Linked DNA regions of Mus musculus: region 2 is linked to region 1. Evidence: chromatin contacts called from public HiChIP or PLAC-seq data. All regions are on one chromosome and are shown on one strand. Each heading gives the region's core, a stretch centred on a gene start, on an enhancer-like site or on the middle of the called end of the contact. The rest is flanking DNA. Distances are from core to core; before and after follow the strand shown.

What was found. HiChIP or PLAC-seq counts read pairs in DNA pulled down with a chosen protein or histone mark.
Region 2: a FOXA1 HiChIP or PLAC-seq map of pancreatic cancer cells shows a contact between it and region 1. The contact joins two enhancer-like sites. A contact is called at or near these places in 5 of 484 Hi-C or Micro-C datasets (the G1E-ER4 cell line, cerebellum, granulosa cells and 2 more), 3 of 115 datasets of contacts at active chromatin or transcription factors (bone marrow-derived macrophages, neural tube and pancreatic cancer cells) and 1 of 9 other capture datasets (embryonic stem cells).

What each region holds. Positions count from the first base shown.
Region 1 is chr3:146,326,487-146,333,655 of GRCm38.p6, forward strand. No RefSeq gene overlaps it. Among named protein-coding and RNA genes, the nearest start is that of Gm40167, 16 kb to the right of the region's middle. Within about 2 kb of position 2,480, at least 118 of the 459 cell types and tissues checked have an H3K27ac peak or open chromatin away from gene starts, as enhancers often do. A contact at or near this core is called in pancreatic cancer cells, where this site is marked.
Region 2 is chr3:146,541,518-146,548,686 of GRCm38.p6, forward strand. No RefSeq gene overlaps it. Among named protein-coding and RNA genes, the nearest start is that of Rpf1, 24 kb to the left of the region's middle. Within about 2 kb of position 3,489, at least 15 of the 459 cell types and tissues checked have an H3K27ac peak or open chromatin away from gene starts, as enhancers often do. A contact at or near this core is called in pancreatic cancer cells, where this site is marked.

The DNA of each region.
Region 1 (7,169 bases), core at 1,230-3,729:
AAAGATTTTAAAGGAATGAGGTGGGAGGGGAGAGGAGGGGATGGGGGTAAGTTACCCAAATCTGAGGGTTATGAAAGGCTTTACAGAATCCAGTACCACACAAGCTAATTTAAAATACAGACTTTCAGGGGACTTTGAGTGGAGAGACTTTGCCCGGGTGGACATAGTGTCCAGGAGCTGTGGATTAGTAAATGAAAATCCCAGGGCTGTTCATGGGGTCCTGCCATGTGAGTTGTAGGTCGGGGAGGCCCTGACACTCTAACCCATGTGGCACACATTCACAGATACACGTAAATTAAGATCAAGCAAATTCTCTCCCCTTGTGCTTCCTAGGAGGGCAGGGATCCCCTCTAGAAGAACAGGGTGTCTGCACAGTTGTGATTTCGCTGGCCTGGTAGCCTGGTGTAGGTCACTTTAAGTAGAGTCTGGTCCTTCTGCGTCTCAGCCCACAGCTTCCTCCACTTGCTGACTGCACTGTCTGGCTTGGCAAGGAAGAAGAGGAAACCCACACGTTGCTATTTAAATCACAAGCAATTAATGGTTTTCAATAATGTTTGTGGTAAAAATAAATAAATAAATAAATAAATAAATAAATAAATAAATAAATAAATAAATAAATAAATAAATAAATGAAGAAATAAATGGTCCCCCTCGTCGAACGTGTAAAAGCAAATCCCCAGACTCACTCAAACAGTGGGTGATTGGACAAGGAGCCCGGTCGCCATTTTTGTTTTATTATAAATTCACCACTCACCACTGGGATACTTGAAGAGTCACCTCGCCAGTTGTAAACCTTGTTTCTCCTTGCCTGTACAATGGACATCAGGAAGAGTGCACTGACCTTGCTAGATAGATCAGTCACTGCTGAAGAGTTTCCATTCAAGAGGACAGCTGTCACCAAGATCTGCATAATACTCGAGAGATGAGCTGTCATTCCCAGAGCTCTGGTAACATTCAACAAACACCGGGAGGTGTGAAACCCGTGCCCCCTCCCTCTCCCGGCGCCCCCCCCCCCCCCCACCGCTCAGATGAAATGAAATACATGCGTCCTTCCCCCACCCCCCACTCCCTGCTCAGATAGGTAAAGCCATGAGGCTCAGATAAAGTCTAGGAGGAGTTTCTATTCTGATGGGGCTGCTGGAAAAACAACCCTATAGGGACCACTGTTGGGTGAAAGATGACTCCAGATCAGCAGGAGACCCGAGGGGACCCTCTCACCCCTCTCTATTTCAGATGTCTAGAGAGGGACAGGCACTGCATGCATGCTTAATGAGTATTAACTGGGAGCAGCTGAAAGCATTAAGGACCAGCGTGTAACAGATTAGCTCACAGGGAGTAACCCAAACACATCTCCTTGGGGTTACATTTATCAGGGCACCTCGCTGGGTGTTCTCGCCGTCAGGAACCGCTTTGTAACCACATGCCCACTGCACCAAGGCCTCTGCCTTAGGAAGCGGCGCTGTGTTTGTTCACCCAGCGGAGCTTCCAAGGACATGAATTAAACATTTGTTCCTCCCAGCTCTGGCAGTTTGCCGCATTCTTGCGGAGGAAAGTCTAAAATGGCTTTGTTCTTTTTGCTGCAATCAAGGAGGGACCTGGAAGCAGAAGATACGGTAAGGCGAAGATCTTTAATTTGGCCACTAGGTGGCAAAAGAGTTCTACTGAAGATACTGCAGGCAGCCCAAGGCACTCTTAGGGAAATCCTAGACAGGTTTTCAGAGCAGGACAGGTTCTGTGAGAAAAGATCTCAGGGAAATGAAGGAGCTAAACTGATGCGAACAGCCTCTAGCACTCTGATCAAGACTACAAATCAGGATCCCAACTTCTAGAACAATCTTGTTCAACAAGCCACTCCGTTTCCCCCTCTTTAGGTATGCTCGTCTTGTATTCTCGGCGAAAATACAATAAGGAGGTGAACGTGGCATTTCAAATTAAAATTTAAACGTGCAGTTGCCAGTCTCGCGGTAGACACCTCTGAGATGACCCAAAGGCTTCGGACTCATAATTCTAACCCTCTTATGTCCTCGATCCCACCCCTTACGTCCTTACCCCGGCTGACCAGCAAATGTGCAGGTCAAATGCAGATGGAGACTCTAGCCAGCAGACCCGAATCCAAGCCCATTTGCCAGGTTCCCAAACCTTGATGTCTAGGCTTTCTAAACAAAAAGAGGAGGAACGACTCCATCATCAAATTCCCACCCAAAGACCATAGACATTCATCAGAAAGTGGACTTACTATCATTTTTATTTTAAAAATATTTATGATTGTGATGGATTGAATGAGATGTTCCCCCAAAGTCTCCAGTATTTGAATACTTGGACACCAGTTTGCAGTACTGTTAGGGGCAGCTTGGGAGTTACGGCCTTGCTGGAGAGCAAATGTGGACTTTGAGAGCTTAAAGCCTTGGCCAGTTTGAGTTGGCGTTCTCTGCTTCTTGCTTGCAGTTTGAAGAAGTGAGCTCTCAGCTTCCTGCTACGGCTCCGCCCATCGCGGCTCCGCCCATCGCGGCTCTGCCCCTCTGCCATCATAGACCTTTACCCGTCTGGTACTGTAGCCCAAGTATAACCTTCCTTCTATAACCTGTCTTGGCCACGTTGTTAAGCAGTAGAAAAGTAACTAAGACGCGGTCTTTTAAATTTTCATATACCCTATCATGTTTCAAAAAGGTCTTACAAAACAACTAAGCCACCCACACGTCTCAGAGACCAAGAAGTGCTTGAATGATGATAGCCCTTTCAACAAAAACTATTAAAAATATTTACTGGGTGCCACCTTAGTTAGTTTGTGTGAGTTATTTTACCTAATATCCTGTCAACAGAAATCATATTTGTCTAGCTCAACTGGCTCTTTTTTCTTGCCAACTATGAATTCATATTTTTGACAAATGAGAAATTTACACTAGTGGATCTACCCTGATGTGACCTTTTTCTTTTCCTGCCACTTTTGAGCTGTGTGAGGACACTGGGTGCTTGTGTGGCCTTGGTGATGCCCACATTTCTTAAAGCTTGTAGCTAGCTGTATTGTTATTTCAAACCATCTTAGGGAGATAGGTAATGCTGGAAGCACTTGGTTCTTCTTTTCCAAAGACCATTCTCTTGTTAAAGGGATCAGAGAAGAATCGATACCATTATAAATAAAGAATTGTGTTCCCAGGAGGAAGGAGCAGCTCTTCCTTATTCAATTATAATTAATAAATGAGGAGTTAAGGGAAAATCCACAAAAATCAGATACTGTGATTTTAAAAGACTCTTGTAGGTGACTCTGGATAAGTAAAATGAAGGCAAGGTCCCGCACATTGTGATTGTTCCTGTTCAGTATCCCATATTGTCCACATCCTTAATAAGGAGCAAAAAGATCACATTTCCCAGTCTCCCTGGCAAGTGGTTCTCACATGATTAACTTCTGGCCAATGGAATATCAACACCTGGTGGGTTAATTTCCAGGAAAGCTTTTAAAAACAGAATATAGACGTAGCCTTTTCCCTCCCTCTTTTTTCTTTGCTTCCCATCTAGAAGACAGATTTTATGGCCGCTATTATCGTGGATGCATGTGAAACATGAAGCAGCTGTAGGTATGGAAACCACGTGCTGACATGCAGACAGAGAGAGAAAAGGTCCTGATCACCCCGCAGAACTCCCAAGCCGGAACCAGTCTCACTGCCTCCAAACTATGCAAGCATTACACAGCACTCCACGTCAGGAGTTGGCAGCCAATAGAAACTTGAATGGACACAGGAGTATGAAAACCTGTGAGATAGAGAAAATGGTGAGAAACAGAGCTCTCTGTCTTTAAGTATATAATTTTTGTGCATAAAAAACTTTGGAGGTAAGAGTGTACACACACACATTGTTTTAATTATGGCTGAGGGATATTGGGCCACACAACAGAACAAGTGACATCAACCGAGCCAACAGTAGCTTGGTCTCAAAGCATAATCTGCCCCAAGCTTCGCAGGTCCCCTCTTCCTGGGTCATTCAGAAATCGGATTGTCTTGTTGAGGGAAGCTTTAGCAGAAACAAGTTATGGGGAACATGTTTCTTGGTAAAATAACAAAAGCACCATCTCCTTTTCTGTGCAGTTTTCTTAAAATCTCTTATGCACACGTCATCTTCTGTAGGGTAGGGAGCCACATTATACAAAAGCCTTACCATGTATTTAGGCATCCTGTCAAAGCAATAGGCAGTTCAAGCCATTCTGGACTGGGAGGACACTCAGTTGATACTTTTAGCTCTCTGAGGAGACTATAAATTCACATTGGTTAAGATTTTAAGGTTAGGGGTCTAGGATCCCCATAGAAGCCAATCTGCCTGCTGTTCTTTTCCGCTTTGATATGCAGAGTAAGAAAGGGGTTGCCAGGCAAAAAGGTGAATTAGAAGTTATTTTGTAAATGCTGTAGCGTTAGTTCATGCGTTCATCTGTCATGTCCATACATCTGTCCATCCGTCCACCAGCAGTAGGGAATGACACTCTGTGTCCGGTGCAAAGCTCACTGGTAAATAGGACAGTCCTTGGCAGAAAGAGGACTCACATGAAGATGTTCTCATACAGAGCCAGTGCGACCTCATTTTATTTCCCAACCCAAGGTGGGGAAAACCCAACGGGATTACCAATATGAAAAAGTAGGAAGTAAAACTCAAGTCTTAGGAAATATTGATTTTCCCTGGGTATTGACATGTTAGCCTTTGCATTGCCCCCTTCAGTGTTCATTGGAATACTTTATGTCACAAGAAGCTAGAACCTGAATGCTAAGTCATTCCATCTCCTGGCTTAGAGAGGTGGGCTGTTCAGAATACCGGTTTAGGGCAGTTCAAGATACCAGCTTAGCATATATCTGCTATATTTGCGTGTCGCCTCTACTCATGGTTGAAACTGGTTTGTTACTGCTGCAGTGTTGCAGGAAGTGACTTTTGAGAGATGGCTCACCGAGAGGCACAGCCTTTACAGAAGGACCATCATCGTGTCAGGAGTGGGCAGTTCCAGCCCTCTGTGTTATGGTTGCTCTCTGCCCATGTGATACCTCCTAGCCACACACAGCCCAGCAGGCAGGCTCTCACCAGGTGTGACCCCCTGCACCTTGCATTTCCCAGGCCCCAGAACTGTAAGAAAAGAACTCTGGCTTCTTTGTTGATTGCTTAATTTGCGCCGTTCTATTATAATGGCTGAAAATCAGACACTAAAAGCATCTCTATGTTGGTGGCCTCCCTTCATGTGACAGACCCTGGTATCACATTTGCACGACAGCACACAAAGCTCTTTCCTCGACTTCCTCAACAAGGCCCGCTAACTCGAGCCAAAGAGCTTGGCCATCCTTACTGTAGAGGCGAGCAAAGGAGCACTGTCCGTCCCACTCAGAGCACGCAGGATGGAGCTGAACATTGGTCGACACTCATTTGGTTTCCAGTATGTCCCCGTTTGTTATGGTTTGAATCTACAATGTCTCCTTTGGCTAATGTGTTGGGACACTTGGCCCTGGGCTGGTGACATGGTTATGAAACCTGTAGGAGGTAGAACCTCACGGGAGAAAATGGGTCTCTTGAGGGAGGGCGGTCAGCCTTGAGGTTTTACAGCCCAGCCCTATTTCCTGTCTGTTCTCTGCATCCTGACAGTGGACTCAACGTGATCAGCTTTCTCGCATGCCTGCTCTAACGGGGAGCGGAACTGAAGCAAAACCGAGAAGCCTGGGTCTCTGGAACCCATAGATGCAAGCAGGTAGGGTTAAAGAGTAAAGGAAACTAAAAGTTGGCTGACAAGTGGATGTACCCCAGAAGGGCTCCGTGGATAAATGCAGTGGCTGAAGAAAGGCTAAGCCATGTGTTTCAGGCTGCTCTCTATTGCCTTGATAAACACGGAGACCAAAGTCAGCCTGGAGAGTAAAGAATTCCTTCCAGCTCCCAGCTTACAACGAGCATCCTGAGGGGAAGGCAGAGCAGAAGTCTGGAGGCAGAGGCTGATCCAGAGGCTAGGGAGGAACGATGCTTATGGCTTGCTCCTTGTGGCTTGTTCAACCTGCTTTCTTATAGAAAAGGACCCCCTTTCTAGAAATGCCACCACCCACAGTGGGCTAGGGCAATCAGGAAAGTTCCCCAGAAGGCTTGCATACAAGGCCAGTCTTTTTTTTTTTCCCCAAGAGACAGGGTTTCTCTGTGTAGTCTTGGCTGTCCTCGAACTCGGAAATCCACCTGCCTCTGCCTCCCAAGTGCTTGGATTAAAGGTGTGCATCACCACTGCCCTGGAACAGGTCAGTCTTATAAAGGCATTTTCTCAGTTGAGGTTCCCAATTCTAAAATGACCCTAGCTGTATCACGTTGATGAAAACCCAGCCAGCACACCATATCTCCCTGTCCTTGTCAAGCTCACGTTTCCTTGCTGCTGCTGAGCCCCAGACCCAGGGACAGGATGCCCCAGACCCAGGGACAGGATGCTCCTTCCACTCTGGGCTGCTGAAATTAAATTCTAGGGATTAGAGTCATCAAGGAATATTTCTCCACAGATGCCCCATGGTTGCTGTTGGAACCTGCCGGGACAGACATTTGCGTCAAAGGTTTTAGGGTGGGAAGGTAGTCCTTGATCGTGTGAGTGAGACTGGTATAATCACAAGCGCAAAGGGGAAGAAGGAATGTCAGAGAGAGATTAGAAACATTGCTGACCACGAAGATGGGAGTGGGTCATAAGCTAAGAGATCCAGTTGGCTTTGAGGAACTACAGAAGACAGGGAGAAATAGCCTCTCCCATGCAGCCTCCAGCACGTTGGCTTTTGCAAACACCTATTTTGAACCCCTGGTTCCCTTTTCTGGCTGGCTAGGTTTCTGTTAACTTGACACAAGCTAGGGTCATTTTAGACTTTCAACTGATAAAATGTCTTTATAAGACTGACCTGTAAGCAAGCCTTTGGGGGCACTTTCTTGATTAACCTAGCCCACTGTGGGCGGTGGCATCTCTAGATAAGGGGCCCAGGTTCTGGTGCTTGGCCACTCAGGAGAGCACAGAGGCCTCTTGTGGTACTAACAGGAAATGAGTTCTAGGTGTTAAAAGCAGGTCCACATAGGCAAGGGTGAGCTGACCAGGCAGATGCACTCAGTCTGTGTGTGGACACAGCCCAGCTGCCCTGTAAGCTAGGTCCGTGCTTCTTCGTGTACTCAGAGTCCTTTTAAGTACACAAGAGACTCCT
Region 2 (7,169 bases), core at 2,239-4,738, 220 kb after region 1:
AGAAAGTCAGATATAATAGAATAATTATGCACATCAAGGCCAGCTGAAAAGCAGTCATGCACAAATGAAATCTATACAGCTGTTGTGCAGGGCTAAGGTTAGGAGAAATGGAAACAACTGTTTTTTTTTTTTTTTTTTTTTTTTTTTACAAAGAGCTGCCGAGGGCTACTGGGATGTCTCCATCCTGGCCTACTGCAGGCAGTCTCTTATTTCAGATGGCAGGTACCCTGGAGGCATGTGACGCCTGCTTCTCAGGGTCCTAGATACCATCCTTTTTTACAAGGAGCTGTCTCAGGCTTCTGAAGTGTCTCTATCCCAGCCTGCTGTGGGCAGTCCCTGTCATGGCATGCTGTTCCCAGCATTCTTTGTTTCTAATTGGTTGATTTTAGACCCCAGTTTGGCTACTTCCTGCCTTCTATTCCTCTTGGGTGTGTTTGCTTCTTTTTGTTCTAGAGCTTCCAGGTGTACTGTCAAGTTGCCTGTATAGGATCTCTCCAATTTCTTTGTGAAGGCTCTTAGTGCTATGAATTTTCCTTTCATTGTATCCCATAAGTTTGGGTGTGCTATATCTTCATTTTCATTGAATTCTAGAAAGTCTTTAATTTCTTTATTTCTTCCCTGACCAAGTTATCATTGAGTAGAGAGTTGTTCAGTTTCCATGAGTGTGTGGGCTTTCTGTTGTTTTTGTTTTTATTGAAGTCCAGTCTTAGACCATGGTGATCTGATAGAATGAGTGAGATTATGTCAATCTTGTATCTGTTGAGGCTTGTTTTTTTTTTTTTTTTTTTTTTTGTCCAATTATATGGTCAGTTTTGGATATGGTTTCATGAGGTGCTGAGAAGAATGTATATTATTTTGTTTTGGGATAGAATGTTCTGTAGATATCTGTTAAATCCATTTGGTTCATAACTTCTGTTAGTTTCACTGTGTCTCTGTTTAGTTTCTGGTTCAATGGCCTGTCCAGTGGTGAGAGTGGGGTGTTGAAGTCCCCCACTATTAGTGTGTGAGGGTCACTGCGTGTTTTGAGCTTTAGTAAAGTTTCTCTTTTACAAATGTGGGTGCTCTTGTATTTAGGTCATAGATATTCAGAATTGAGACTTCATCTTGGGGAATTTTTCCTTTGATGAATAAGATTCATCAAAATCATCTCTTTTGATTACTTTTGGTTGAAAGTCTACTTTATTGAATATTAGAATGGCAACTCCAGCTTGTTTCTTGGGACCATTTGTTTGGAAAACTTTTTTCAGTCCTTTACTCTGATGTAGTGTCTGTTTTTGTTTTTGAGATGTGTTTCTTATATGCAGAAAAATGATGGATCCTACTTGCATATCCAATCTGTTAACCTGTGGGTTTTTTTTTTAAAGTGGGGAATTGAGTCCATTGATGTTGAGAGATAAAGACCAATGATTGTTAGTTTCTCTTATGTTTGTTGTAGCTCGTTTGTGTGTGTGTGTGTGTGATTCTCTTTTCTTGGGTTTATTGTGAGATGATTAATTTCTTGTGGTTTTTTTTTTGGGGGGGGTGTAGTTACCTTCCTTATATTGGAATTTTCCTTCTAGCATCCTCTGTAGGGCTGGATTCGTAGAAAGATATTGTTTAAAAATTTTTTTTTCTCATGGAATATCTTGGTTTCTACATCTATGGTGAAGGAGAGTTTTGTTGGGTATAGTAGCCTGGACTGGTATCTGTGTTCTCTTAGGGTCTACATGACATCTGTCCAAGATCATCTGCCTTTTAGTGTCTCTCTTGAGAAGTCTACTGTAGTTTTGATAGGTAGGCTTTTATGTTACTTGGCTTTTTTTCCCCTTACAGCTTTTAATACTCTTTCTTTGTTGTATACATTTACTGTTTTGATTATTATATGGTGAAAGGATTTTCTTTTCCGGTTCAATTTATTTGATGTTCTATAGGTTTTTTTTTATGTTTATGGCCATCTCTTTCTTTAGGTTGGGGAAGTTTTCTTCTATGATTTTGTTGAAGTTGTTCTCTGACTTTTTGGAGTGGGAATCTTTACTCTCTTATTTCCTATTGTGATCACAGGTGGCCACACAAACTGGGTACTCCTGAAAGGCAGGCTGGGGCTAAAAGAGAATAGATGGGGAGAAAAGACAAGGCCAAGACCGGTTTCTGATCAAAGACCCAAAGTTTACTAACAACCTGTGCTTATAGAAGCAGAGAGCCCATCTCCTGCAGATCCATTCTTGATGCCTGTCACCAGCCTCTATCTGAAAGAACTGGTTTAGCAAGTAGGTGTAAATTACTGGATTGCTTGCTGTCTCTAGTATATCTCAAGGGCCTCTCTCAGCAGGTAGCAGTGTCTCAGAGAAGAACAAAGCTGGTGACAGAATAGAACCATCTAGGTCAGAAAGCTTCACTCTAGGTGGTCTCATTCTCAGTGGCAGCAAGGTCAGAGCCAGCCTACTCAAGGCTGAGGAAGGCTTCAGCCTATTATTCTTATGTTTGGTCTTTTCAATGTGTCCCAAATTTCTTGGCTGTTTTGGGTTAGGAACTTTTTACACTTTGTATTTTCTTCGACTGATGTCTCAATATCTTCTATGGTATCTTCTACACCTGAGATTTTCTCTTCCATTTCTTGTATTGTAGCTGCTGTATTCCTTCCTATGTTTTCCATATCCAGGGTTTCTCCATTTGTGATTTCTGTTTGTTTTTATTTCCATTTTATGTTTTGTTCAATTTCTTCATTTATTTGATTATATTTTCCTGTATTTCTTTAAGGGACTTATTTGTATCCTTTTAAAAGGCTTCTATGTTGCCTGTGTTTTTCTATATTTCCTTAAGAGAGTTATTTATATTCTTAAAGGCCTCAATGATCTTCATGAGATGGGATTTTAGGTCAGAATCTTGCTCTTCGGGAGTGTTAGGGTATCCAGGCTTACTGTGGTAGGAGAACTGGGTTCTGATGATACCAAATGACATTGACTTCTGTTGCTTATATTCTTGCATTTGCCTTTTGCTATCTGGTTATCTCTGGTATTAACTGGTCTGGGTATCTCTGATAGGAGCAGGCCTCCTTGGAAGCAGGAAGAGCTGTGTGACTTGGGTTGGAGCAGGCTTCCTTGGGTTCAGCTAGTCTCTGGCTAGGCCAGACTTCCTGTGTCCATGATTAGAGCAGGCCTCCTGTATCCCTGTGTCCTTGTGTCCCTGGTTAGAATAGACCTCATGGAGGTGAAGACCAGAAAGACAATGGGGCTCAGGCAGAGCAGGAAAGATTGCACACCTGCTGAGCTCTGTGGGGGTCCCAGCTGATGTAGATATTGGGACAGGGGTCTCACCTGTATTCCTAGTTATGGCAGCCCACCTTTGAGGCAGTTAGCTTGTGGGGGAGGTGCAGGCACACCAGTCTGCCACAGGTTCAAGTGGAGGTGCAGTCTGGAAAGATGTTGGGGCTCAGGCAGAGCAGGATAGATGGGTGGGGGAAGGGCAGCTAACCCGTATGGTTCAAGAATCTCAGGTCTGATGGAGGTTGGGGGAGGGGCAGCGGGAGAATGGAGGTCCTCCAGGGATAGCAGATTGCTCAGGGCAACGTGGCATGGCCCAGAGGGCTCAGAGAGCAGGGAAGATGGGTGGGGGAAGGGAAGCTTACTTGTATGGTTCAGGGATCTGGTGGAGGTGTCTTCTCAGCCTCTTGTTGGGGCAGATAGAATCTCTACTTAGGAAAGTCTGTTTTACTTTATAGTTGACCAACATGCCACTTTGTTTGACATCAAAACTTACCATCTCTATAAAGTGCCCACGCATCTTTATGACCATGGAAGGATATGGATGCTAAACCTAGGCCTCTGCTGCTTTCCACCTTCCTCCTACCCCATGGCTACTGAGAGGCTGTAAATGTATAATTATGTGCTTGGACTGGGAGACAGGATGCAAACAGAATCTAAATGAAAGGGCATGAAGAATGGAGAGGAACAAATGAACATTTCAAAATGTTCTGCTGTTTAACAGCAAGACAACATTGCCTATGCGGTCATGTATTAATTTTACAATTGTTTTGGGTATTTTCTATTTTATTTTTAATATCTATTTATAAAAGATAGTGTGTATTTATTGTTAAATGTTTTCCTCGGGAATGTACAATAGGTTTTTGTTGAGGTAGTGGCATTGGTACAGAGTGGGATTTTGTTGCGGTAGTTGCAGGGCTCCATGTAGTCCAGGTGTGTCTCATGTCTAAGTAGCTGAAGTGGTCTTGAATTTCTTATCCTCCTGCCTCCATAGCCTAAGTGCTGGAATTACCGGTATATTCCACTTTGACCCATTTCAGTGGTACTAAGGACTGAATACAGAGCTTTAAGCTAGATGAACCGAATGGAACCACAAGCTCCAACGTGGTTCTTTGTAGTCACAGAAATGCCAGCAGTGATTGCACTTTGTTTGAACATGACTAATTGCCCAGAAGCCTTACTTCTTGCCAGAATGTTCAGGGTGTAGCTGCCAGTCTTCTGCTGTGGCTGCTGGTTTTTGGGTCCTGAAAGGGATTGGCATTCAGTAATCTTTCCTTCCTCCCTTTTTCCTCCCTCCCTTCCTTCTTTGTCCTTCCTTCCTTCCTTCCTTCCTTCCTTCCTTCTCTCTCTCTCTTGCTCTCTCTCTCCCTCTCCCTTTCCCTCTCTTCCTCCCTCTCTCTCTCTTTCTTTCTTTCTTTCTTTCTTTCTTTCTTTCTTTCTTTCTTTCTTTTCTTTTCTTTTTTTTTTTCTAAGACAAGGTCTCACTAGAGTTCATGCTGATCTTGAATTCATGGCGATTCTTTTGCTCAACCTCCTGGGTGAAGGGAGAATAGGTATGAACCACTATTGGCTCACGTAGCTTTCTTTTCTATGCATGCCTTGTGGCTTCTGGGCCAGGCAGTGGTGGCACATGCCTTTAATCCAAGCACATGGGAGGCAGAGGCAGGCGGATTTCTGAGTTCAAGGCCAGCCTGGTCTACAGAGTGAGTTCCAGGACAGCCAGGGCTACACAGAGAAACCCTGTCTCAAACAAACAAACAAACAAACAAACAACAACAAAAAAGATACTTTTGTAGACTATCAGCAGCCCAGAAGGTGGGAGATACAGGGCGCAGGAGAAAAACATGAGAGTTTCAATATGTTGCTTAGTTTACTTTATGCTGACATTTCTTTTCTGAGTCACCAACCCAGACACACACTACAGCAATCATCACCAGGTTAAGAAGTATAGTGTGCTGACTAATATTTTGTCAACGTGACACAAACTAGAGTCAACTGGGACAAGAAGACCTCAACTGAGTAATTAACCTACATTGGGTTAGCCTGTGGGCATACTAATGGGGGACATTTTTGGATTGATGATTGACCTTTGATTGATGAGGGCTCCGTCCTCGGTGGGTGGGACCTCTCTGGGTGGATGGCCTTTGGTTATTTAAGAAAGCTAGCCCTACTCAAGCCTTGGAAAGCGAGTCAGTGGGCAGCGTTCCTCTATGGCTCTGCTTCAGTTCTTGCCTGCGGGCTCCTGCCTGAATTTCCACCCCGACTTTCCACACTGGGGCGATGATGTGGAAGCATAATCAAGCAAATCCTTTCCTCCTCAAGTGGCTTTTTGTTATTTCTAAGATTTATTTATTTATTTTATGCATATGAATACCCACCATTACTCTCTTCCGACACACCAGAAGAGGACACCGGACCCCATTACAGATGGTTGTGAGCTATCATGTGGTTGCTGGGAATTGAACTTAGGACTTCTGGAAGAGCAATCAGTGCTCTTAACCTCTAAGTCATCTCTCCAGCCCCTCAAGTTGCTTTTGATTAGTGTTTTATCCCAGCAACAGAGACACAAAACAAGACACGTGGGCAGAACTAGGGCTCTCTGACCTGAATACACTCAGATTTTTTTTCTACTCATTGTAGAGAAACTCTAATTAAGGTTGAAGTCTACCATTGATCAGATAGCCTCTGGGTTCAGAGAGTAATGGAAGACTCCCTTCATTAGTGGGGCTTCTTTTTCTCTGACTTTGGGGAAATCTAGGCCCTCACACATGTCTCTACCTGATTAAATTTCAGGATCAATTGCCTTTTTCCTGATAAGAACATGTTCAGCTAGGACCTGAGATTCCTGAAATACTTCCCCATGCTAATGAGACATTTTGGTACCCTAAGCCTTCAGCCAATGACCTTTGCCCATCCTGGATGTTCTTATCCTGAGTCCCCCCAAAACTTTATAAGCCTTGAATCACCCTATATAAAGTTGATCAGTCCCCTTTTATCTGGTTCCAATGTGGTTATTCCGAATCTGTATTCACAGGGCTTCTGAGCACCCCTCCCAATCATCTCTTCTCCCTTCCCCCTAGTGAACCTTATTGGCCAGTGATCCACAAGGGCAGGGAGACCTAGAACTCATATCACTTCTTTCTTTGCTATAGAAACTTGGAATTTCACAGTCCACAAAAGATGGAGACAAAAAGGAAGAGGCACTGAAGAGAACAACCAGCAGGAATCCAGAGACAACAGTGAGAAATGAGTGTTAAGGAGAAACCAACATCTTTAAAACATCTAAAAAATGTTCAAAAGCAAAGGTTTAGATTTAGTCAACAAGAAAAAGAGACTAAAATGTCACATTTGCCTGCTGTCTTCATACACCTGCACCCCACCCCCATCTGTCTCCCTTTCCCCAAGCCTTTTTGATACAGAACATTTCAGCTGTGTATAAGGACAGCCATCTTACAAAGCCACAAGCATTGTGGTGTCTATTTGGCTTAGGAGGATGGTATGTTATTATTATTATTATTATTATTTTGATTCCTCTAATTAAATAGGAAGTTACTTCTAATGCCTTATTGCTGTGGAGTGATGTTGCCCATCTTCTAGGGGCTGCCTGAGATAATATTCTAGGATCAGAATTTGAATTCAGCTCCTACTGCTATCCTCACAATGGCGGTAGCTCATGTCCTGGACTTCCTAGGACCACTTTGTGTTCTTGTTTATGTATATACTTTATTTTCTATGGCCTTTAAAAAACCTGTACCTTACTGCTAATATTTGCTGGTTTTCTTAGCTTTCCCTCTTCTGTTGTATATGAATGTAGCTGATAGTCATGTAAATGCTGGTTTGTTAAGCTTGACAGTGAAGAAAGCTTAGTTCATTCTTCTTTATTACAGAGTTGCCTCCTACTCAAGTGTATCTTACACGAAGGCACTGTGA